Regions from separate parts of the Mus musculus genome. Here regions 1, 2, 3, 4, 5 and 7 are each linked to region 6. A link is a contact called in public HiChIP or PLAC-seq and promoter capture Hi-C data. All regions are on one chromosome and are shown on one strand. Each heading gives the region's core, a stretch centred on a gene start, on an enhancer-like site or on the middle of the called end of the contact. The rest is flanking DNA. Distances are from core to core; before and after follow the strand shown.

Evidence for each region. Promoter capture Hi-C pulls out the DNA fragments that hold promoters and counts their contacts. HiChIP or PLAC-seq counts read pairs in DNA pulled down with a chosen protein or histone mark.
Region 1: a contact with region 6 is called in an H3K27ac HiChIP or PLAC-seq map of the NIH/3T3 cell line, with 16 times the contacts expected there. The contact joins the enhancer-like site here to the promoter of Myc in region 6. A contact is called at or near these places in 2 of 39 promoter capture datasets (the 3T3-L1 cell line and 3T3-L1-derived adipocytes), 5 of 484 Hi-C or Micro-C datasets (the C3H10T1/2 cell line, embryonic fibroblasts, myocytes and 1 more) and 4 of 115 datasets of contacts at active chromatin or transcription factors (the NIH/3T3 cell line, neural tube, stem cell-derived neural progenitor cells and 1 more).
Region 2: a contact with region 6 is called in an H3K4me3 HiChIP or PLAC-seq map of neural tube, with 6 times the contacts expected there. The contact joins the enhancer-like site here to the promoter of Myc in region 6. A contact is called at or near these places in 2 of 39 promoter capture datasets (cranial neural crest and second pharyngeal arch cranial neural crest), 1 of 15 datasets of contacts at CTCF or cohesin (the NIH/3T3 cell line) and 10 of 115 datasets of contacts at active chromatin or transcription factors (craniofacial prominence, embryonic basal ganglia, embryonic forebrain and 7 more).
Region 3: an H3K4me3 HiChIP or PLAC-seq map of the 230-238 cell line shows a contact between it and region 6, with 14 times the contacts expected there. The contact joins the enhancer-like site here to the promoter of Myc in region 6. A contact is called at or near these places in 6 of 39 promoter capture datasets (the 3T3-L1 cell line, the C10 cell line, embryonic stem cells and 2 more), 1 of 15 datasets of contacts at CTCF or cohesin (pro-B cells), 16 of 484 Hi-C or Micro-C datasets (B cells, CD4 T cells, CD8 T cells and 8 more), 31 of 115 datasets of contacts at active chromatin or transcription factors (the 230-238 cell line, CD8 T cells, the NIH/3T3 cell line and 22 more) and 3 of 9 other capture datasets (embryonic stem cells, liver and macrophages).
Region 4: a contact with region 6 is called in an H3K4me3 HiChIP or PLAC-seq map of the SCID.adh cell line, with 22 read pairs. The contact joins the enhancer-like site here to the promoter of Myc in region 6. A contact is called at or near these places in 5 of 39 promoter capture datasets (the 3T3-L1 cell line, embryonic stem cells, hippocampal neurons and 1 more), 5 of 484 Hi-C or Micro-C datasets (bone marrow-derived macrophages and liver), 20 of 115 datasets of contacts at active chromatin or transcription factors (the 230-238 cell line, the SCID.adh cell line, SST interneurons and 16 more) and 2 of 9 other capture datasets (embryonic stem cells and liver).
Region 5: an H3K27ac HiChIP or PLAC-seq map of CD8 T cells shows a contact between it and region 6, with 30 times the contacts expected there. The contact joins the enhancer-like site here to the promoter of Myc in region 6. A contact is called at or near these places in 9 of 39 promoter capture datasets (the 3T3-L1 cell line, the C10 cell line, HPC-7-derived erythroid cells and 5 more), 2 of 15 datasets of contacts at CTCF or cohesin (large pre-B cells and stem cell-derived epiblast-like cells), 53 of 484 Hi-C or Micro-C datasets (B cells, the C10 cell line, CD8 T cells and 29 more), 36 of 115 datasets of contacts at active chromatin or transcription factors (the 230-238 cell line, CD8 T cells, DN3 thymocytes and 26 more) and 3 of 9 other capture datasets (embryonic stem cells, macrophages and pancreatic islet).
Region 7: a contact with region 6 is called in a promoter capture Hi-C map of liver, with 7 times the contacts expected there. The contact joins the enhancer-like site here to the promoter of Myc in region 6. A contact is called at or near these places in 10 of 39 promoter capture datasets (the 3T3-L1 cell line, the C10 cell line, HPC-7-derived erythroid cells and 5 more), 1 of 15 datasets of contacts at CTCF or cohesin (large pre-B cells), 17 of 484 Hi-C or Micro-C datasets (CD4 T cells, the N1E-115 cell line, Th1 cells and 9 more), 27 of 115 datasets of contacts at active chromatin or transcription factors (the 230-238 cell line, CD8 T cells, the NIH/3T3 cell line and 22 more) and 3 of 9 other capture datasets (embryonic stem cells, liver and macrophages).

The regions. Positions count from the first base shown.
Region 1 is chr15:61,240,921-61,243,908 of GRCm38.p6, forward strand. No RefSeq gene overlaps it. Among named protein-coding and RNA genes, the nearest start is that of Gm29904, 46 kb to the right of the region's middle. Within about 2 kb of position 1,546, at least 42 of the 459 cell types and tissues checked have an H3K27ac peak or open chromatin away from gene starts, as enhancers often do. A contact at or near this core is called in the C3H10T1/2 cell line, the NIH/3T3 cell line, embryonic fibroblasts and 1 more, where this site is marked.
Region 2 is chr15:61,183,100-61,186,239 of GRCm38.p6, forward strand. No RefSeq gene overlaps it. Among named protein-coding and RNA genes, the nearest start is that of Gm38563, 28 kb to the left of the region's middle. Within about 2 kb of position 1,447, at least 17 of the 459 cell types and tissues checked have an H3K27ac peak or open chromatin away from gene starts, as enhancers often do. A contact at or near this core is called in neural tube and second pharyngeal arch cranial neural crest, where this site is marked.
Region 3 is chr15:62,729,416-62,732,335 of GRCm38.p6, forward strand. No RefSeq gene overlaps it. Among named protein-coding and RNA genes, the nearest start is that of Gm41333, 62 kb to the left of the region's middle. Within about 2 kb of position 1,291, at least 31 of the 459 cell types and tissues checked have an H3K27ac peak or open chromatin away from gene starts, as enhancers often do. A contact at or near this core is called in the 230-238 cell line, CD8 T cells, T-cell acute lymphoblastic leukemia and 8 more, where this site is marked.
Region 4 is chr15:62,751,211-62,754,243 of GRCm38.p6, forward strand. No RefSeq gene overlaps it. Among named protein-coding and RNA genes, the nearest start is that of Gm22521, 40 kb to the right of the region's middle. Within about 2 kb of position 1,656, at least 17 of the 459 cell types and tissues checked have an H3K27ac peak or open chromatin away from gene starts, as enhancers often do. A contact at or near this core is called in the SCID.adh cell line, Th17 cells and regulatory T cell precursor, where this site is marked.
Region 5 is chr15:62,820,454-62,823,538 of GRCm38.p6, forward strand. No RefSeq gene overlaps it. Among named protein-coding and RNA genes, the nearest start is that of Gm22521, 29 kb to the left of the region's middle. Within about 2 kb of position 1,493, at least 9 of the 459 cell types and tissues checked have an H3K27ac peak or open chromatin away from gene starts, as enhancers often do. A contact at or near this core is called in CD8 T cells, the G1E-ER4 cell line and the SCID.adh cell line, where this site is marked.
Region 6 is chr15:61,984,060-61,986,818 of GRCm38.p6, forward strand. Myc (myelocytomatosis oncogene) reads left to right here and starts at 1,282. Exons shown (of 3, transcript NM_001177352.1): 1 at 1,282-1,892.
Region 7 is chr15:62,711,204-62,713,963 of GRCm38.p6, forward strand. No RefSeq gene overlaps it. Among named protein-coding and RNA genes, the nearest start is that of Gm41333, 43 kb to the left of the region's middle. Within about 2 kb of position 1,503, at least 9 of the 459 cell types and tissues checked have an H3K27ac peak or open chromatin away from gene starts, as enhancers often do. A contact at or near this core is called in hepatocytes and liver, where this site is marked.

The sequences.
Region 1 (2,988 bases), core at 296-2,795, 740 kb before region 6:
ACCCAAATTAACTCTATTAAACCCCGAACTGTTCAAGTTTCAAGTAATCAGTTCCAGTTGGTACACATTCAGTTCCAGCCATGGGCATCTGAAGAGCAAACTGACTCGGTAGCAATTGTTGCTGGGGAAGTTTAGGTCCCAATCAACATAAAATGTGCCTAAGCACTAAAGTTGAATGTTGATCAGACTTTCCTTTGTCTACTTGATATCAAATAAGATACCTAAGGGCTGTTTTATTATCAGAACAGAGGAGTAATTCAGACAATTTAAATAAGAGATTAAGTATCCTTTGTATTTACACACAAGGACATTACCAAGCCATGATAGCAAAGCTATAAATTATTTCACTTTTAAAATCATTGTTGCTTTAGTTAATCTTTTTATTAAAGTGATAACAATTGCTTCTGTCACATTTATTTAGAAGTAACTATGCTCTTTCTTTGAAATTTGCTCATGTGTCTGGGATGGGGAACACAAGAGCCATGATTCATATTGTGCTTGACCCATGCATAAAATTATATGGCAACCTATGGAGGTGTGCAGAGAGGCAGCCTTGCCCAAGTTGGCGTGTGAGCATAAAATGAACAGAGATGAGAATAAACACATAATGCATGTGTATGTAGACATGCTTTACATTCAGTTCTTATGAGAGCCAATGAATTGTAGCATGGATAGTGAAACTGAGGCTCCAAGAGTTTAAACCATGTGCTGTATGAAGCAGGATATAGTCTTTCTGCAACCAGTCACACACATGTTCCAATTTTTACCTTATAAAGTACATTTCTCCCATTAACAGTGTGGGAAATGGCAGTCCAAGTGGAGGTATAGAGACCCAGTTTCTTCTATTGTCCTTATGGTACCAATGTCTTCTGTTGCCTCAGAGATCTGAAATAGGTCTTTGTCTAAGGAAGACACTGATAGAAAAAAATAGGAGCCTGAAAAGTCATTTGAAGAATGTTGGGCATGGCCAGACTAGAAATTACTCATATCACTTCTTGCCCACATTCCACTGACCACATTCAGTCACTTATATGGACTCATCCCATGGTGAAATGGATCTGGCAAAGAGGCGCAGTAGACTTGTGAGGAAGAGGAAATGAGTCTATTGAACACAGGTCATTGTCTCCTTCCCTTGACAGCAGAGGTACTAAGAAGAACAAGGTCCATCCTCTGTAGATCCAAATTCTGTGCTTTCTTTGCCTGTTCTAAATAGAGTTGCAGAATCACACTCAAAATGACCCAGACTGACAGATGCACATAGGCATGCTTGAAGTTAAAAAAGGACATGGGAATGCAATTTCAACAATCTTGAAAGATCTCGGCTACACTTTATTCAGCTGAAATTTCACGATCTCATTCATGTTTATCTCAGACATGACCTAAGAGTGCCTGGAGATATTTGGTCTGCCTGTGTTTATAACACAATGAACAATCTTGTAAATGCTCTTTCCCTGCCCAATTTCCCCCCTGTCTACAGTCTGCTTTTTGAGATTTTAACTATTTCCTTTGTGTCAACTACAAACACTGTGAAGCTGACTTCCTTGTGTGTGTATAGTTTCATCATTTCCTACATCCTCTTTTCTGAGATGTAGGGCTGATAGCTCAGCAGCTACTGTGCATTGTCTCAGTGCCCATATGTTCTTATCATCAATGTAAATAGCACTGCAGCTTATGTTTATTCTCACTAAACATGTACATCCTTACATTTTAATGTTTTATTTTATGATACACACAAATACACACACACATATACACATATATACAAACACATATAAATACACACACATATATGTATGTGTGTATATATATATACATATACATACATATATATATATACACACACACGTGTGTGTGTGTTGGACAGCATGGTATACTAGTATATGTACATTGTACATAGTACGTGGTAAACTGATTAATATATATCACTGCATCACCTCATATATACTGAGAATATTGAAAACTTACTTTATTCACAATTTTTAATACTTAATGTTATTAACTCAAACTGCATTGTTATATAACAGATTCCCTGAATGTATTTATGACATACAAACCTACTTTTACAAACTTTGTAAAACCTTACTACTCCTCCCTTACCCTCTGGCCACTCACATTCTTTTCTCCAGTTCACATCTAACTATTGTGATATGAGGAAATTGCACTATGGTTCCCAACTCCAAAGACATATCCCAAGGCACCATAGCTTCTTCATCATGATGGACAGTATTTCATGAAATCTTTTGCCTGTACATTGTTTCCATCAGCTATCTCATGAGAATGATTAAAAAAAGAAGATAATATGGAAAAGTAGCAGAGAAATGACTTTCATAAACTTGGCTAGAGACATGCTAGGTGGGCCTTTGGAACTGATTTGTAGGAGAGATATTCAAAAGGCTGGCACTGAGGTCTAGAGAAGACTTAGACTGTTGTAAGTTGAATTCAAGTGACAAAGAACCTGACCATGGCCTGAAATTTTGAATGAAGCTGATACATATATATACATATACATATGTATATGTATGTTATATATATATAAACATGTGTGTGTGTGTGTGTGTGTGTGTGTGTGTGTGTGTGTGTGTGTCTGTGTATGTATCACTCACATGATGGAGAAAATTTCAAGATTGAAAAGACTGAATAATATACAGGATGTGCTATGAATACCATTTAACATGGCTTTATGTATATTTGTTACAGGGATGGGAGAGAGAGAGAGAGAGAGAGAGAGAGAGAGAGAGAGAGAGAGAGAGAGAGAGAGAGGGAGAGAGAGAGAGAGAGAGAGAGAGAGAGAGAGAGAGAGAGAGAGAGAGAGAGAGAGAGAGAGATTGTACATTTTAAAGGAAAGGCACACAGGTGTATTTGAATTAGATGGCAGGGCTGACAAAGCAGCCGTACCTATTGAAGACCTTAGTGCCCTCACAAAGTACCCAGTTTGACCAGGGCAGTAGGAAAGATAGCTTGAAGCAAATTCTCCACCCTGTGAAGCTA
Region 2 (3,140 bases), core at 197-2,696, 800 kb before region 6:
TAACAAACTTGTCCTATGTCACAGGTAGGTCCTGGCAGAGAGGACCAGGGTGGATTCCTAAGTGAGAATGAAGATTAGAGCAACCACTTTTTGGAACTGATGGTCAAAGCCTGGCTTCATTATGTTGACCTTCTAGCAAACAAAGCTTCCTTTTCCAAAGGCCAGGGCAGGGTTAAAGGAATGCTACACATACCTTAGCCTCTCAGGGAGGAAGTGCCCTCCCATGAAATGTATCTCTCTTCCTGCTGTCGAAGAGAGGGTACCCCCACCCCTTCCTAATAGCAACCTCATTGACCCTATAAGCATCGTTGGAGACCTAGTCTTTCTTACTCTTTCATACATGCACCTTCCAGGCCCTGGGAAATAAACGGGCCCGGAAAAAAAGCAGGGGGGGGGGAGCCTAATTTCCCATGAAATGCTAAGTAGGAGGAGGCACTGGTGACCTTTATCTCTAGTTATTTCCAGACCTGTTTAATCTTTAAAGCCATCCAGAGCGCTTAATCCAACACAGATCACTGGTTCCAAACATAACTTTCTTGGGGACTGCTCCAGAGAAAAACTAGTATTTTTAAACTATATTATTTTAAGGGCTGGTTGGGTAGCTCAGTTGCAGAATGCTTGCCTAGTATGTATGTATGTGTGCAGTTTTAAGTATATAATTTATAAATTACATACATATCTAATGCTTTTACCTTCTGAGTTCCCAGCTATTAGACTCATTAGCCAAGGTGGTGACCAGGACACTTTGTCCCAATATTATATTCTCAGTAAGAAAGCTGAAGTCCAGAAACACTTTCCAGCTTGTCTGAAGTCATTCGACAAAGACCTTGTGCTTTAGCTGGGACCATTCCAAGTTTCCCAGGTCCCAGGTTAAAAATCTTCCTCCAAATGTATAAACACATTCCATTTCAGAGGGAAGACTTATTTTTCTTTGTCAACGTGCCACTGGGAAAGGATTTAAGAAAAAAGCACACAGCAGACCATTGCTCACTCTTTCCTGGTGTGGAACAGAAGTGGCATATTTTTGGTCTGTGGGATGGGGGCAGAAAGAGTGGGAAACCAGAGCTGTACGATGTACTGGGGCCAGAGGTTCTCTGGGCTTCTTGTACTTTAAACGCTGGTGAATGGAGACAGCTCGGAGGTGGAGGCCGCTCTCAGTCATCTCAGCATGTGAAAGATAGTTAGACGTTGAATGATTTTTCAGCCGTTCCAGACTTGGGAATTAAAGGTAAATACGGTGCAGAAACCGCTTTGCACTAGCTTTAAAGGCTTTTGTGAAATACTTCCCAAGGGGGAACTGTGGGTCACTAAAAGGTTGTGTCTCACTAATGCCCTTGATTGGTTGTGGGTGTGCAGGTCCCTCTGAAGTGGCAATCAGTAGGAGTGACCACTGCCCTTTTGCTGCAATTATCAATGGTCCGGCAATTTCCCTCCATTTTAATCAATTTGCTTTCTGAATGGCCCCTTTCTTTGTTTTAAACAAAAGAGCTAAGTGTTCTCAGGCGCCCTCCTCCTTGGAAGCTCCTGTTTTCTTTAGAAAACCCTTTGGAGACCTTCCCCACATTTAAGCTTTGCAGAAACCCAGCATCTCTTTTCATTTAAGAGACATTCATTCTGGCTGACATTCCAACCCAGTGCAATATGATTACTGCTCTGAGCATCAGAGGGGCACTGGGTGGGAGGTCAGAAACAAGGTGGAGATGGGGAAAATATGGCAACATAGCAAGGACTCTTAACACACGTGAGGTCTACCATTTTAGCACAAGACTCAATTGTATTTGGATGACATGTTCACAGGAAATTTACTTACACTCTATTTTTATTTATTGTCTGATATTATAATTTAGCTGGGGCCCTATGTTTATATTAGCTAAATCTGCCAATGCTAGTAGTATAGATGAAGGTAACACGAACAGTGCCATGATCTAGTAAAATAAATTGATGGGGGAAAGTTAGAAGTTATTTCAATGGTACCACTTCCGTTCATGAGTTTTTCAGTGCCGATTGTTCAACTGTATAGAGTCAACAGTTTAGTAGAGATCTATTGGATGAAGGCATGTTACCAGCATTATGATAGGGAGTATTGAGATCAAGAAGTCCGACTAAAAGGAATGTTTTTAGGCATGCAGATCATTGTAATAGGATGTGATCAGTAGGATCCAATTAATTCCAGGTGTTTGTGTTTTCCCCCACCATTTCACTGGGAAGGTATAAGCCACAACTGAGAACTTACAGGCATCAACTTTATATCCTCTTAGTTGTGGAAACTAGACCAGAGCAAGTACCATCCCATTAGGTATGTAACAACCCAGAAGGGACAAAGAAATAAGTCCATGTGTTCTCTGGGTGGGAAGATGTCAAGCACCTTAAGACAGTTTTTGAAAATAGATCCTGGTATGTGGTATGTTATTTCAGTGAGTCCAAGTGAGACTAAAGAGGATTTAATTCAACTGGATTTTAAACAGATCCATTCTACAGTTCCTTCTGTAGGAGATCAGGGGATGAGCAAGAAACAATCTGCATATCTTTTGAGAACCTACATGTGAATAATTCCCATAAGATATATTTTGTGTGCTAAGTATGAACCCAGCATCTCAGCCATGGGTCATTTGCCTAGAGTGGAAATCTAACTCCAGTACAAAGAATTTGCTACTACACTCCATACCACATTGAAGGGCTGACTGGTGGATACAATGGTGGATACACTTATACAATCAGAACCCCTACAGCCACTATATAAGCAAGTAAGAGAGGAGAGCAGATACACAGGAGTGGCTGATTTAGGGAAGGGGGTATTCACTTTCAGTCACTGTCACCCCTATCTATAAAGTTGCCAGGATGCCAAAGTATTACACTGTATCTATGTCAAAACATCTTTTGGATTTGTGCAAGGATCCTATACCAGTTCTGCTTCTAGGGTGAAAGACTATGATCAAGAGAAACTCATAAATCTAGAGTTTATTTTGGCCTATAGTTGCAGAGGGCTATGAGTCCATCATGGTGGGGAGGCATGGGACTAAGTGGCAGGTATGGTTGTAGGAGCAGGAAGCTAAGAGGTCATATCTTTAAGAGCAAGAGCAAAGAAGATGAAATGGAAGTAGGGCCAGGCTGTGAACACATAATGCCCACCCTTAGGAGCA
Region 3 (2,920 bases), core at 41-2,540, 750 kb after region 6:
TGCCAGGCTCCCAGTTCAGGTACTAGAGAAGGTATAAGTGAATGTGATCAACTGGTTTTATTTTTTATTTTTACTTTTTCAATTAATGGGGAAGTCAGAGGAAACTGTGGAAAAGGAACAAGGTTTTGATTATTTAAAAGTAGTTGATGGCTTTCAACATGGACATACTTAATGTGAAAGCCCATAAGTCATAATAACGTTCTTTAACCTAGGAAGTTGAACTTCAGACTAGAGATGGAAATTTTGGATATCTTGGCATGAACTTAACACTGCAAGTAAGTAAGTAAGTGGGTAATGATGTCCAGGAATAAAGAGCCAAGAAGCTCATTGAGGTCAAGACCTGAAGTTGACCCTATATTAATAAATTATGCAGTAGACATGGTTGGCCAAAGAAGTTGATATGGAAGAACTGGAAAGAAGGATAGAGGAAAGCACCCAGGCTTTGGTTTTACTAAGCACAAGAGATAAAGTCTTCTAGATTAAGGTTGTAATGAAATGCTACTTAGAATTCACCAGGGAAGTGTTGGGTCCACATTGTAGGATTCTGAGATCTTCTTGCCCTCACATAATAGATTCATCTTTTATTCTTGCTGTGTCTAGGAACAACTAGGAAAGAAAACCTCATTGCTTATTACAAATTATGAAATTCTTTTCAAGTAAACGATGTCATAATCACACAGTGAAGGATTTTCCATCTTCCAAATGAGGAACTAGTTTCTTGGAGAAGATAACTTTCTTTTCCTAAGTAAAATACCTGGTATTACAGTATAACTAGACCTAGTCTAACGTTCTGTACTAATATATCAGTGGTTGGTAGATGACGGAGATGTGAGGTCATATGCCAGTTCACATATATTATCTATAGCAGTGGTTCTTACCCTTCATAATGCTGTGATCCTCCAATATATTTCTACATGTTGTGGTAAACCCCAATCATCAAAGTATTTTTGCTACTATTAGTAACTGTAATTTTGTAACTGTTATGAATCACACTGTAAATATCTGTGTTTTCTGGTGGTCTTAGGTGACCCCAGTGAAAGGGTTGTTCACTACGGTTCTTTAGGTTGTGACCTAAAGGGTTCACAATCTACAGGTTGAAAACCACTGAGCTATACAAATATATGTACTTTGGAATGTATTTGTATAGTCCTATGTGTATGTGTGCACCTGCATTTCCTCAAAGTTGAAGCATAAAGATAAAGTAAACTTCAGCGTGCAAAGAGAGTGGCCACATTTCCTAGAATAGAAGAGGATGTGGTCCCATATTGTGTTAAGGTGATTGATGGGAGGGAAGAGCCTGACAGTGTCAACCAATAGCTGTAGAGGATTGACAGTGTGTGAGGTTATGTTCCAGCATCTGTCATCGTGAGAACTGGTCTCCAAATGCAGATGTTTACAGAAGACAGGCTCAGAGCCCCTCAGTATGAAGCAGCTTCAGCTGCAGATCAAGATTTCTAGGTATTTCTCCATAGTAAAAACAAGTGAAGCAGCAGCGACATCTACAAAGAGAAAACAGGAAAATATAAAGTGGAGGTATGAGTCCTTCTTCCACTTCTTTGCTCACATTAGTCATATTAAAATATTTATATATACATGAGTATTGCATTTACATAATTTTCAACTCTCTCCTCCTCCAAATCCTTCCCTACTCTCTCTCGAATTCATGACCTCTTCTCTTTATTTTATTGGATATTTTCTTTATTTACATTTCAAATGTTATCCTTTTCCCGGTTTCCCCTCCAAAAAACACACTCCTCCCTCTTCTTGCTCACCAACCCACCCACTCCCGCTTTCTAGCCCTGGCATTCCTCCACATTGGGGCATATAACCTTCATAGGACAAAGGGCCTCTCCTCCCACTGATGACCAAGTAGGCCATCCTCTACTGCATATGCAGCTGGAGCCATGAGTCCCACCATGTGTGCTCCTTGGTTGGTGGTTTAGTTCCTGAGAGCTCTGGGGGGTACAGGCTAGTTCATATTGTTGTTCCTCCTTTGGGGCTGCAAACCCCTTCAGATCCTTAGGTCCTTTCTCTAGCTCCTTCATTGGGGACCCTGTGCTCAGTCAAATGGATGGCTGTGAGCATCCACCTCTATATTTGTGAGGCACTGACAAAGCCTCTCAGGAGACAGCTATATCAGGCAAGTACTTGTTAGCATCCACAACAGTTTCTGGGTTTGGCAATTGTAAATGGGATGGATCTACAGGTGAGTCAGTCTCTAGATAGTCATTTTTTTTCAGTCTCTACTCCACACTTTATCTCTGTAACTCCTTCCATGGGTGTTTTGTTACCCCCTTCAAAGATGGATAGAAGTAGCCACACTATTATGACCTCTTCTCTAATTATTGTGTTCTCTCTCTCTCTCTCTCTCTCTCTCTCTCTCTCTCTCTCTCTCTCTCTCTTTCCTCTGTATGTAAATACAACATTCTGATTTCATTTCTGTTGCTCATATGTGCATGCATTTAGGGCTCACTACTTCAATTTGGATAACATATTAGGCAATTATTTACTATGGAAATTGATTTATTCTCCTGTCTCTTTGTCCTTCAATTGCATGTATATCTGTTCTCCCTCCACCCCTGTCTGTCAGTAGCCATTGCTTGACTATAGCTCTTCATCTTCATCATTTGAGTGGGGTCTTATGAAATATACCACATCCATGTTGTCATGTGAACTGCTGTGGTCACTACATAAGTCTTATGTAGGCAACCCTATTGAGATTTTATGAGTACAGCTTTCCAGCCATGTCTACATGATTGTATCTCTCAGCAGAGAGCCATAATCTTCTGTCACTTCTTCCATAATGCTCCCTACACCTTAGGTATAGGTGTTGTGTTATAGATGTAGCTATTGGGAATGGGCGCTCCAGCATAACTTGTTCTCTCCATTTTATTAACAGGTAAGAGATTAGCAATGAAGC
Region 4 (3,033 bases), core at 406-2,905, 770 kb after region 6:
TCCCTTCAGGATGGAATGATTCAGTCTCTGAAGAAACACTTGCTACCTCCTAGTATAGTCACTATGATTGGCCATGATGTTTTTTAAAGGCCAGTTCATATTTTTGAGTCCAGAATCTGAAAGGTTTTATGGTTCTTCTTTTCTTCTAGTCTATTTTTCAGATGCTGGTAAGAGCCTAAGTATACTTTCTCTAGTTTTGTTTTAGCTACTTTTTTCTTTCTTTAAAGTTCTTCTTCCTGCTATGTGGCTGACCTCGACACTGATTTAGCACAAACAGCATGGCTTTCCTCTTCCTCACATCCATCTTCCTCCTGTAGGCTGATGCCCAGATTAACAGCCTGCCTGCCCTGGTGTTTTTCTTTTGAATTCTCATAAAAAATCTTGTGAACTTTCACAAGTTTCCTTATATTGTGAGCAGAATTGGAACTACTGCATTTACCACTGATTTGCATAGAGTTTACACTAATATATACTTACAAACAGTAAAGTCCATGTGTCTGTGTGTGAACATATTTATACATACAACTTTGTGAAGTGCATGCCTATGTGTGTCTATATAGAAAGATGAATGATCGACAGGTTTTATTCTTGATATTGTTTTACAATTCACTGCCATTGTATTTAGTTCCCAAAGGCCTCCAAAGTAGGAGTGTCATCTAGCTTTCTACTTTCCTCAGGCTTAATGATGCATTAACCTTTAAAAAAAATACTATGTCCATTCTACCAAGAAGAAAATGGAAACACCTGTATTTGGTAGGCCACCAAAGTATTATCACAAAAGCCCATGTTGACTCAGCTCTTCTCATGCCTTAAGTCATACAAAACTAAAGCATGGAATGAAAGATGTTGATGGGGGTATGTAGAGGACGGCTTTGAAGCTATCCTGGACAACTGTGCATATGCGCGCACATGTGTGTGTGTTTGTGAGTTTGCGTGTGCATGTGCCTATGTGATATGTAGATAGCCCTTTTCTAAAAGAAAAAGTTGTTTCCCTGTGCTTAGGACTATAGAATAAAAAACTGGAGAAGAATGAGTTTATAACCAGACTCTATCATTTAATAGTTGTATAAGTTAAAATAAGCTCAAGACCAATGTAGGCTTTAAATTTATCACTAATAAAATGAAAATGAGATTAATAAGAAGACATGGGTTTGTGGACATGGTTAGAAGAGAGATTTGCATTGAAGGCTGTTTGCATTACACCTTTTTCTCAGAACTCACTCAACATAGCTACTGTTGTTGTTACTCTTACTCCCTCTTACTCCCACTTCCTACTTTCCTTTAATCTCATCTTTTCTCATGTTTGGCTTGCATACACACTCTCCCCTACCCTTCGTCTTAGCTCAGACTTTCAAATATTTTTAAGGGTGCTTTTCTGCCATAGAAGAAGTGAGTAGACCCACAGACTGTATGCAGCATACCTCTACCATTCATTCTGCTTCTATCTTTACATTGCTATCAGATTCACATTTCAAATACCGAGCCATGTCTGACAATCCTCCTGGGGTTAGCTACAATATGAACTTGAACATGGCCTCTGTGCCCTCCTCAAGATTTCTTAGTTATCATGATGTGCCTGACTTCAGAATAGGCAGGGTGCTGTGGGTAAGCAGTAGCAAACCTTCAGAGCTATCAGCATGAAACTAGGTTAAGTTGCATGGAAGAGAGCTCTGAATGAGATCCTATCACTTCCTGTCTGACAGATAGTCTACCACACTGGAGTGGTCTCTATAGCAGTGTTTGGGTCTCACAGTATGTAAACAACCTGCATGCAGGATCCTGTTAGTGTCAATAGCAAAAGGGCAAGATTTAGCATCAGGAACCTGATGCAGCCCTGCAAGGTGAAGACTGGATAATGGCGGGTTAAAAGAAAAAGAAGTAGGAAGTAAGGGAAGGGACAGTTTGACACAGATAGCTGTCATGCGAATACTTGTTAGTGTGGGACTAGTTTCTAGGTATTTCCAATCTGTTAAGAACTTTCTTTTTCTTTTATGAAGCTGTATCATCTTTAAAAATTCCAAATGCTTAATGAATTCTCATAAATGATCCTAAAAGTAAGAGACAATGAATGATTCTCAATTTCCATAGAATTATAGCAGCACTTAGAAATTTTCAGATGGGGTGAGTTTTCATATATCCAAAATTTACAGTAAAAACCACAGTTTTCTGGAAATAAGTGACTCCTCTTCATACTTTAGTACTTGGTGCTATGAGATGCATTTTTTAAACCTAACATATCTCTCATATTTCCTAAACATTTGGGATGATGGCAGAGATTCAATTCAATAATTTGAATCCTTTATCAATTCATGAACATGCTCAGTGTTATGATCAATTTTAATATATATTCATATTCATATTTATGCTAATGCAATATACGCTGGCTTAGTGCTTCTTATGCTTGATTTTAATCTATTTCTTTCCTTTATTCTCAGAAAGGCTCAAAGCAATTACACATTGTTTTGGACAGTATGTCTGCCTGAATACAACCTTTGAGGAAAGCCTGTCTGTTAGAAGAAATAAGTTAAAAACAAGATTGACAAGCCTGAATTTATTTTTGTTGCAAAGCTGTGTTGAACATTTACTGTAGATCAAGTAAATGAGAAGAGTTCCAGATACAGAAATGAATTGTCCCAACCAGACATCTGTCAAACCAACCATAATGCACGATACTAGGATCCCAGTAATAGTGGGAACAAAGTGTTTTTACAGGGTTCATAAACCCACAGAGAAGTCAAAGTGAGGAGTGTACGTTGTATAAGAGAAGAGAGAATGCTCCTATGGGAGAGACTATAGTCTTTTAAGCCAGTTCTAGTATTCATCTTTTTTTCTTTATACTGAAATGGGGAATCCAGAGTGGCCAAGCTTTAATATTTAAATTATAATTTTCTCATTTTAAAAATATTTGTCAACTCCTTATCAAGGGCTATTTCTTTAAGACCCCTGGGTAATCATGAGAATAAAGTAGAAAAGATGCTTAATTATGCCTGCAAGGTCAAGGCATATGTTACATCTGAACTAAACCTGAACAGC
Region 5 (3,085 bases), core at 243-2,742, 840 kb after region 6:
GATGTCTCCATAGGAAACTCTCATAATTCTCCCAGCCCAGCTTCTCAAAGGCTACAAAATGACATAAGGTGACCTCCTTTTCATCAATCAAATAGTGCCCCAGTCCTGGTGTATTCACTTTTTCTGTTATATTATATGAGGCTGAATAACAAACAGAACAACAACAACAAAGACCAAGAGTGATAATGATGAGGGGGAGACAGAAAAAGAAAAAAGACAGACAGACATACAAAGAGGCGTGGATACCTGGTGAGAAATATGAGATGTAAGTATTGGCAGAGTCATCACTGTGGGAGCACTGGAGCATTGTAGAAACTTGTAAGATTTTATCAAAGAGGGTAGTCTAAACATATGATCCTAATCAGGGCTGTTTGTGGGGAAGGAAGCAGAGCCCAACACTTCCAATGCAGCCACAGCATAAGCCTCACATCATAACTTACTTGTACCAAAAAGTGAAATAAAGGTTTCTGTACATTTTACAGTTTGTTCAGGATCTTCTACATAGGAAGAATTACCTCTCGGGCTTGTGATACAGCTATTTTTGACACTTGAGACTGCTACAGAATTCCTTTTAGAAGAATATTTTTTGGAGTAAACATTTCACACTTTCCTCTGCTCCCTTTTCTTCTTTCAAGTGGGGACACCATTAAATATCATGCATCTTCCTTTGATTCTGCTGAGAATAGGTATGGATATTTTCCTGTTCTCCAATCCCTGCTGCTTTGTTAGAAATGGAAACTCTTTCCCAAATACCCACCATTTACTTGGAATGCATCCAGTATAAAATATGGATAAAGCATCCTTATTCTTGCTTATCATGGTGACCAAGTACTTATCAGCTATGCAATCTAAATCAACTCATTGTCCACCTTCATTTTTTCCATGAAATGGAGGCTGTTTTGATCTAATGATTTGACAAACATTAACCCCTAAGCCAATGTCAATTGTTACTGTTCTTAGTAATATTAAGCATCAAGCAAAACAACCACAAATTTAAAGGCATATGGTGTACAACTGCTTATTAGCCCAATTAATTTTGGGTGAAGGACTTGATGTTCTATTACCAAGGGTGGTGTTGTACACACTAGGTTGTTGTATGGATTGGGGAAGTCATTTTAAATTAGGCACATTGAAAATCACCAACCTAGTAAAATTCTTGAAGTTTCCCAGTCTCAGGATTGAAAACCAGTAACCCAATGTCTATTGATAAGCCATCAACCTAATACATTGTTTTTGAGAAACTTAAGGTACTTTCATCTCTACTCTGGTTTTAAATCATTTCCTTGTGGTCTCATACTAATTTCTTAGCACTACATGGTGAGAAAGATCATTTCAATACTGACTGTTACAATAGACCTTCTAGGGGATTCTAACTGTTGGACCATTCTACTTTCTAAATTAATCAATTCTAATGTGATGTGTCTGCATCGGTGGTTTCATTGACCAGTAAGAGGACAGTCCCTTACCAGGAGCTCTGTACCCCATTTGCTCACATAGTCATTCTGTTCACAAGGATATCACATATTTAGTTTTGCAAGACCTTGGCCTTTACTCTGATTAGACCTCCAGTCAAAAAGTTCTTCCATTTCCTGTGGGTATTTCTTAAGCTTAGCAAACACTTTACCATATTGACTTCAGTCTTTAAGCTTTCTTTCAAAAGTTTGGAACATTTGCAGTTATTAGTGTTCATACTGTCTAATGTGATACACTGGTAGGATTTTTTTTGGGGGGGGGTATAGTAATTTGGATCAAATGGTGGTGGAGAAAAGTTCCTTCTTAAATGTCTGGAAGATGCTAGTCCACTCTACCTGCTTCTTGTTTTTCCTCTTTTTTTTATCATGCTTTAAGAGATTTTTGCATATGTGTTTCCATTTGCTTACCTCCCAGTCTATGCTGATTTTCTCTGCATGTAAATTCTTAGCAGCCAATAGAACTTCAGTGACACCCATTCCATCAATTCTATGCAATCTGTGATCTTTATAACATCTGGCAAGCTTTGAACACTCTTGATCATCTGCCTCCTTAAGATAACTCTTTGAATTGCCTAATCCCATAACTTCCCTTTTCTATGACTTTGGACACAGCCTGTCCCAATCATCCTATTTGACATCTAGACCTTTAGAACTCAGGTTTCCTCAGGGACCTTGAACCCTCTTGGTTGAAGGCTTCTACTTATTTTATGTGATAGATGATTCATTAACACCTCAGAGACTATGAATTTCAGACTCACATTGCAAAATTAAGTCTCTTCTATTAAGATCGAGATCCCTACCTAGATATCCAATCACTGGTATAGCATAGATGTCTGAGTGTTTCATAGATAACTCCAAGCCAATGTACCCAAACACCCCTCCCAGTTATCAGCTATATATTTCTCTGGTCATTATCTCACTAGATAGCATTTCCAACTATCCATCAATCATATTGGGCATCTCCTTCATCCTCAAGGGTATATCCAATTATTAGTAAAATATCAGCATAACATTCCCTCTAAATCTGGTTACATAGTTAGAACTTTGTGGTCATAATTTTGTTTCAAAATACCATGGAATCTCCAAAGTATTCTAACTAGTTTTCACCCATCTGCTCTCCTTCTCCTCCCTCCTGTTCTCTTAGCGAATCTGATCTTTTAGCTACATTTCTGACTGTGACTCTCTTATACACTGTGTCCTTTTATTTTCAGAATATAAACCAGCTATGCTATGGATTTGGGTTAGTTTTATAATTCTATTTCTTTCTAATATGCCAGCTGTGTCTCATGCCCTTTTCTTCTTCCTGTGTCCTCTCATTAATCTGAGTCTTTTTTCTCCTTTATACTGCTGGGTAATGAGTTTTATCAGCATCTCCCCTTCACACTACCTCTTGCTTGCTTATCCATCACATCTTGTCCTAATTTATGTCTCTTCAGTAGGACTTCTAACAAGCCAAATGGGATATTTCACTTGTACACTCTTCAATGTATGTTGAGAGTATTATAAGCATCTAGCACATGTGTAATATCTTATTGTTATTTTCTAGTCCCATTAACACAATATAAAGATTTTTATTGAATAAATAATTTCTACACAAACTGCTGTCTAAATTC
Region 6 (2,759 bases), core at 32-2,531:
TTAATTAGCTTAACACACACATACGAAGGCAAAAATGTAACGTTACTTTGATCTGATCAGGGCCGACTTTTTTTTTTAAGTGCATAATTACGATTCCAGTAATAAAAGGGGAAAGCTTGGGTTTGTCCTGGGAGGAAGGGGTTAACGGTTTTCTTTATTCTAGGGTCTCTGCAGGCTCCCCAGATCTGGGTTGGCAATTCACTCCTCCCCCTTTCTGGGAAGTCCGGGTTTTCCCCAACCCCCCAATTCATGGCATATTCTCGCGTCTAGCGCCTTGATTTTCCCCACCCCAGCTCCTAAACCAGAGTCTGCTGCAAACTGGCTCCACAGGGGCAAAGAGGATTTGCCTCTTGTGAAAACCGACTGTGGCCCTGGAACTGTGTGGAGGTGTATGGGGTGTAGACCGGCAGAGACTCCTCCCGGAGGAGCCGGGTAGAGCGCACCCGCCGCCACTTTACTGGACTGCGCAGGGAGACCTACAGGGGAAAGAGCCGCCTCCACACCACCCGCCGGGTGGAAGTCCGAACCGGAGGTGCTGGAGTGTGTGTGTGGGGGGGGGGGGGAATCTGCCTTTTGGCAGCAAATTGGGGGGGGGGGTCGTTCTGGAAAGAATGTGCCCAGTCAACATAACTGTACGACCAAAGGCAAAATACACAATGCCTTCCCCGCGAGATGGAGTGGCTGTTTATCCCTAAGTGGCTCTCCAAGTATACGTGGCAGTGAGTTGCTGAGCAATTTTAATAAAATTCCAGACATCGTTTTTCCTGCATAGACCTCATCTGCGGTTGATCACCCTCTATCACTCCACACACTGAGCGGGGGCTCCTAGATAACTCATTCGTTCGTCCTTCCCCCTTTCTAAATTCTGTTTTCCCCAGCCTTAGAGAGACGCCTGGCCGCCCGGGACGTGCGTGACGCGGTCCAGGGTACATGGCGTATTGTGTGGAGCGAGGCAGCTGTTCCACCTGCGGTGACTGATATACGCAGGGCAAGAACACAGTTCAGCCGAGCGCTGCGCCCGAACAACCGTACAGAAAGGGAAAGGACTAGCGCGCGAGCAAGAGAAAATGGTCGGGCGCGCAGTTAATTCATGCTGCGCTATTACTGTTTACACCCCGGAGCCGGAGTACTGGGCTGCGGGGCTGAGGCTCCTCCTCCTCTTTCCCCGGCTCCCCACTAGCCCCCCTCCCGAGTTCCCAAAGCAGAGGGCGGGGAAGCGAGAGGAGGAAAAAAAAATAGAGAGAGGTGGGGAAGGGAGAAAGAGAGATTCTCTGGCTAATCCCCGCCCACCCGCCCTTTATATTCCGGGGGTCTGCGCGGCCGAGGACCCCTGGGCTGCGCTGCTCTCAGCTGCCGGGTCCGACTCGCCTCACTCAGCTCCCCTCCTGCCTCCTGAAGGGCAGGGCTTCGCCGACGCTTGGCGGGAAAAAGAAGGGAGGGGAGGGATCCTGAGTCGCAGTATAAAAGAAGCTTTTCGGGCGTTTTTTTCTGACTCGCTGTAGTAATTCCAGCGAGAGACAGAGGGAGTGAGCGGACGGTTGGAAGAGCCGTGTGTGCAGAGCCGCGCTCCGGGGCGACCTAAGAAGGCAGCTCTGGAGTGAGAGGGGCTTTGCCTCCGAGCCTGCCGCCCACTCTCCCCAACCCTGCGACTGACCCAACATCAGCGGCCGCAACCCTCGCCGCCGCTGGGAAACTTTGCCCATTGCAGCGGGCAGACACTTCTCACTGGAACTTACAATCTGCGAGCCAGGACAGGACTCCCCAGGCTCCGGGGAGGGAATTTTTGTCTATTTGGGGACAGTGTTCTCTGCCTCTGCCCGCGATCAGCTCTCCTGAAAAGAGCTCCTCGAGCTGTTTGAAGGCTGGATTTCCTTTGGGCGTTGGAAACCCCGGTAAGCACAGATCTGGTGGTCTTTCCCTGTGTTCTTTCTGCGTCTTGAATGTAGCGGCCGGTTAGGACAGTCTTTCTTCCATTCCTGTGCTTTTGACACTTTTCTCAAGAGTAGTTGGGGTAGGCTGGGGTAGATCTGAGTCGGGGTAGAGCGACTTGTCAAGATGACAGAGGAAAGGGGAAGGGAAAAACCGGGATGCATTTTGAAGCGGGGTTCCCGAGGTTACTATGGGCTGACGCTGACCCGGCCGGTTGGACATTCTTGCTTTGCTACATTAATTGATATGTGTCCTTTGAGGGGTCAAACCGGGAGGTCGCTTCGTGGTGGCCAAAGAAAGCCCTTGGAATCCTGAGGTCTTTGGAGAAGGGATTACCTTTTGCGTTTGGGAGCGAGAAGGCTCCGTAGCTTCTGACTTACCAGTCTCTGAGAGGGCATTTAAATTTCAGCTTGGTGCATTTCTGACAGCCTGGGACCGACACGGAGGTGCGTCCCGCCCGCCAATCCCCGGCGGCGATCGCAACCCGTCCCTGAGCCTTTTAAGAAGTTGCTATTTTGGCTTTAAAAATAGTGATCGTAGTAAAATTTAAGCCTGACCCCCGCGGCACTAGGACTTGATGTTGGGCTAGCGCAGTGAGGAGAAGCAAAATTGGGACAGGGATGTGACCGATTCGTTGACTTGGGGGAAACCAGAGGGAATCCTCACATTCCTACTTGGGATCCGCGGGTATCCCTCGCGCCCCTGAATTGCTAGGAAGACTGCGGTGAGTCGTGATCTGAGCGGTTCCGTAACAGCTGCTACCCTCGGCGGGGAGAGGGAAGACGCCCTGCACCCAGTGCTGAATCGCTGCAGGGTCTCTGGTGCAGTGG
Region 7 (2,760 bases), core at 253-2,752, 730 kb after region 6:
ATTCATATTTTACATATATATATGTGTGTGTATACACACATAAATATATTATATATATGTATATACTATTTTATAATTGTACTAATATATATTAATAAATATGTTATGGCAAATATAATTTTAATAGATGTTGCCAGTTGCTTTTTTTATAGATACGAAGACTTCTGTTTCTTAAGATGTTCATAAGGAAAAGCAGGCCTTTGAATGTTTTACCAATCACATTAGCTCTAGAATCAAGTCATACAATGTTTGAATCCACATGCACTTCCTTCTGCCCTAGTTCCTTCTGCCTATATACTTTTAAGGGACAATGATTCTGCTGGGTCCCTTACTCATGCTTCATGCTAGAATTCCAGCTGGTCTTGTGATATTTTCTCTCAGATAATTTCAATTTCCTTCTGCTTCTGTGGCCCCAGATACATTCTTCGAACTATCTAGCCATAAGGTCGATTAACGTGCAGCCTTTCTATCCCCCTCTGAAATGCTACTTCTCCTCCTAAACTCTGAGCAGAGTCCATTTATCTCACAAACTATATCTGCTGTGAAGGTACGTATGTTCCGCATTTGTTCTATAAAACAATCACATTGGTCAGGGATTGATGGTTCCTATGCTTTGGATAAGAAAACAACTCAGAGAGATTAGATCAGAGGCCCAGAATGATGACTGCTGTGGATATTGGCAGATTGGGCTAACCAATCTCCCTGTCTCCACGTTATCATGATTTCTGGGCCAGCACCTTGCCACTTTATCTATATACACTGCTACCCATGATAATAATCTTCCTTCTAGGAAGCTTTAAGTAAAGATGCTTTTAAAGAATCCAGTGTCTCTGTGCCTCAGTTTCCCCATGTATTATAAGAAAAACAACAAAACTGAATTACCTATGTTTGGTTAGAGGAGGTAGTTTTATTTCTTCTCTGAAATGAGATGAATGCAAATTGCCTTGTTATTTCACTAATTAATAACATCTGCTTGGAAATGCAGCTATTAGCACACAATAAACGATATGGGTTATAATTATGGATGGCAGTAATTGCTTCGCTTTGCCTTACCTTCATCCCAGTTTATCTCCCTGAACTATAGCTATCCTTGTAGGGGTTAGGGAAAATATATTAGAAGCTTAACAATGGGTTCTTTTCCCATGGGTTTGGAAACTGATGAATCAGCATACTTTCTTTAGGCTTCAAAAGAATATGTTCCTGCCACACTGAAGCTAAGTGGGCTGTTCAAAACATCAGGTGAGTCCAGCTTCATGCTGCCTTCCTGGGGCATGACCTGTTCCACTCCCCTCCTGATCCCGTGTGCCCAATGTCACCTGGAACCTGCAATCTGGAAGCAGAAAGTCCTTGACTGGAGTCAGTGGAGAGAAAATCGTCACCTGCTTGGGCACAAACATACATAGTGACTGCGTCACTGTTTGTCAAGTGGATCAGCTAATAGTTGTTCAGCGGACCTTCAAAGCTCCAAGGCGACACTGCCTTTAAATTCCATCAATTCACTCCCTGGGCAGAGGCCTTGGACTTTAGCTCTCAAGGGCTCTGAAAGCATTTTGAGCCTGCTGACTGACTGCGGGGTGGACCTTGGTTAAAGTTTAGGAGAAAAACACTAAGTTTATGCTTCATCACCGCTGGCGCAACCATGTCCCCCCCACCCCCACCCCACCCCCCACCCCACCCCCCACCCCCACCCCACCCCGTGCTACAGCACTTTGGTGCTTCCTGGCTTGCCTCCCCTGGGACACTGCCCAGTATTGACTACCAGTAGGACTTTCTTTCTCACCTAATGACCTACCTACTGATGCCATCTCTAAGGACCTTGACGCTCATGCTACCTTCTGACCTTGTCCATTGTTCCTCATGTTCCTAACACTAGCCTATGTGTTTGATTTTTTTTTTTAATATAAAAGAGCACAAGTACCCAGAAGGCATGACAAGTATCTGTTTCAGCCAGTGCTTTTTCTCTGATCCCCGAGAAAGTGTTTGAATAAGTCAACAGATGGGTGGAGGAGTGATTAACCCCTTCTTACAAGTGCATGGACTGGGGAGCAGAGGGCAATGATAGGCTAGTCACGATCAACAGTGTTTAGGGACAGAGCTAGTGGGATAACTAAGAATCTGGAATAGTTTTATAATTTTTTTTATATGATATCCTTCCCCAATTTTGCAGCTAATGCATCTCTCTTGACTCACCTTCCTTCTGGTTTAGTTGACTACATGATGCCTATATCTGGGAGACTTAGGAAGGAAAAATCTTTATTATCCAGGTTCTTATTAAGTTTGCATGTTTTAGAGCTTCCTTTAAAAAAAAAAAGCCTGAATGTGACGCTATTGTATTTTAAAGCATGCTCTAACATGAGCAAGCTTTATCATTTATTGTACAAGCATGTTTGCATATATATATATATATATATATATATATATATACACATATGTACACACATACACACACATGAAAATCCCTAGAGAACTCTATGATCTTGCAGTATATTTCACATGTACTTAATAATTAAAATTGCACTAAGCTCAATTTCATAAACTTTTTCATGTGTTATAAACAGTTTGTTATTTTTATTATTAATTCATGTATTTATTTGTATTTATTTTTCATGAGAGAGTCTCACTATGTGGTTCTGATTGCGCTGCAATTCACTTCCTAGATCAGGCTGGCCTGGGACTCTCAGAGATCAATCTGCCTCTACCTCCTGAGTGCTGGGATCAAAGGTGTGTGCCACTACTCCCAGCTGTTAACCAGCTTTCTCA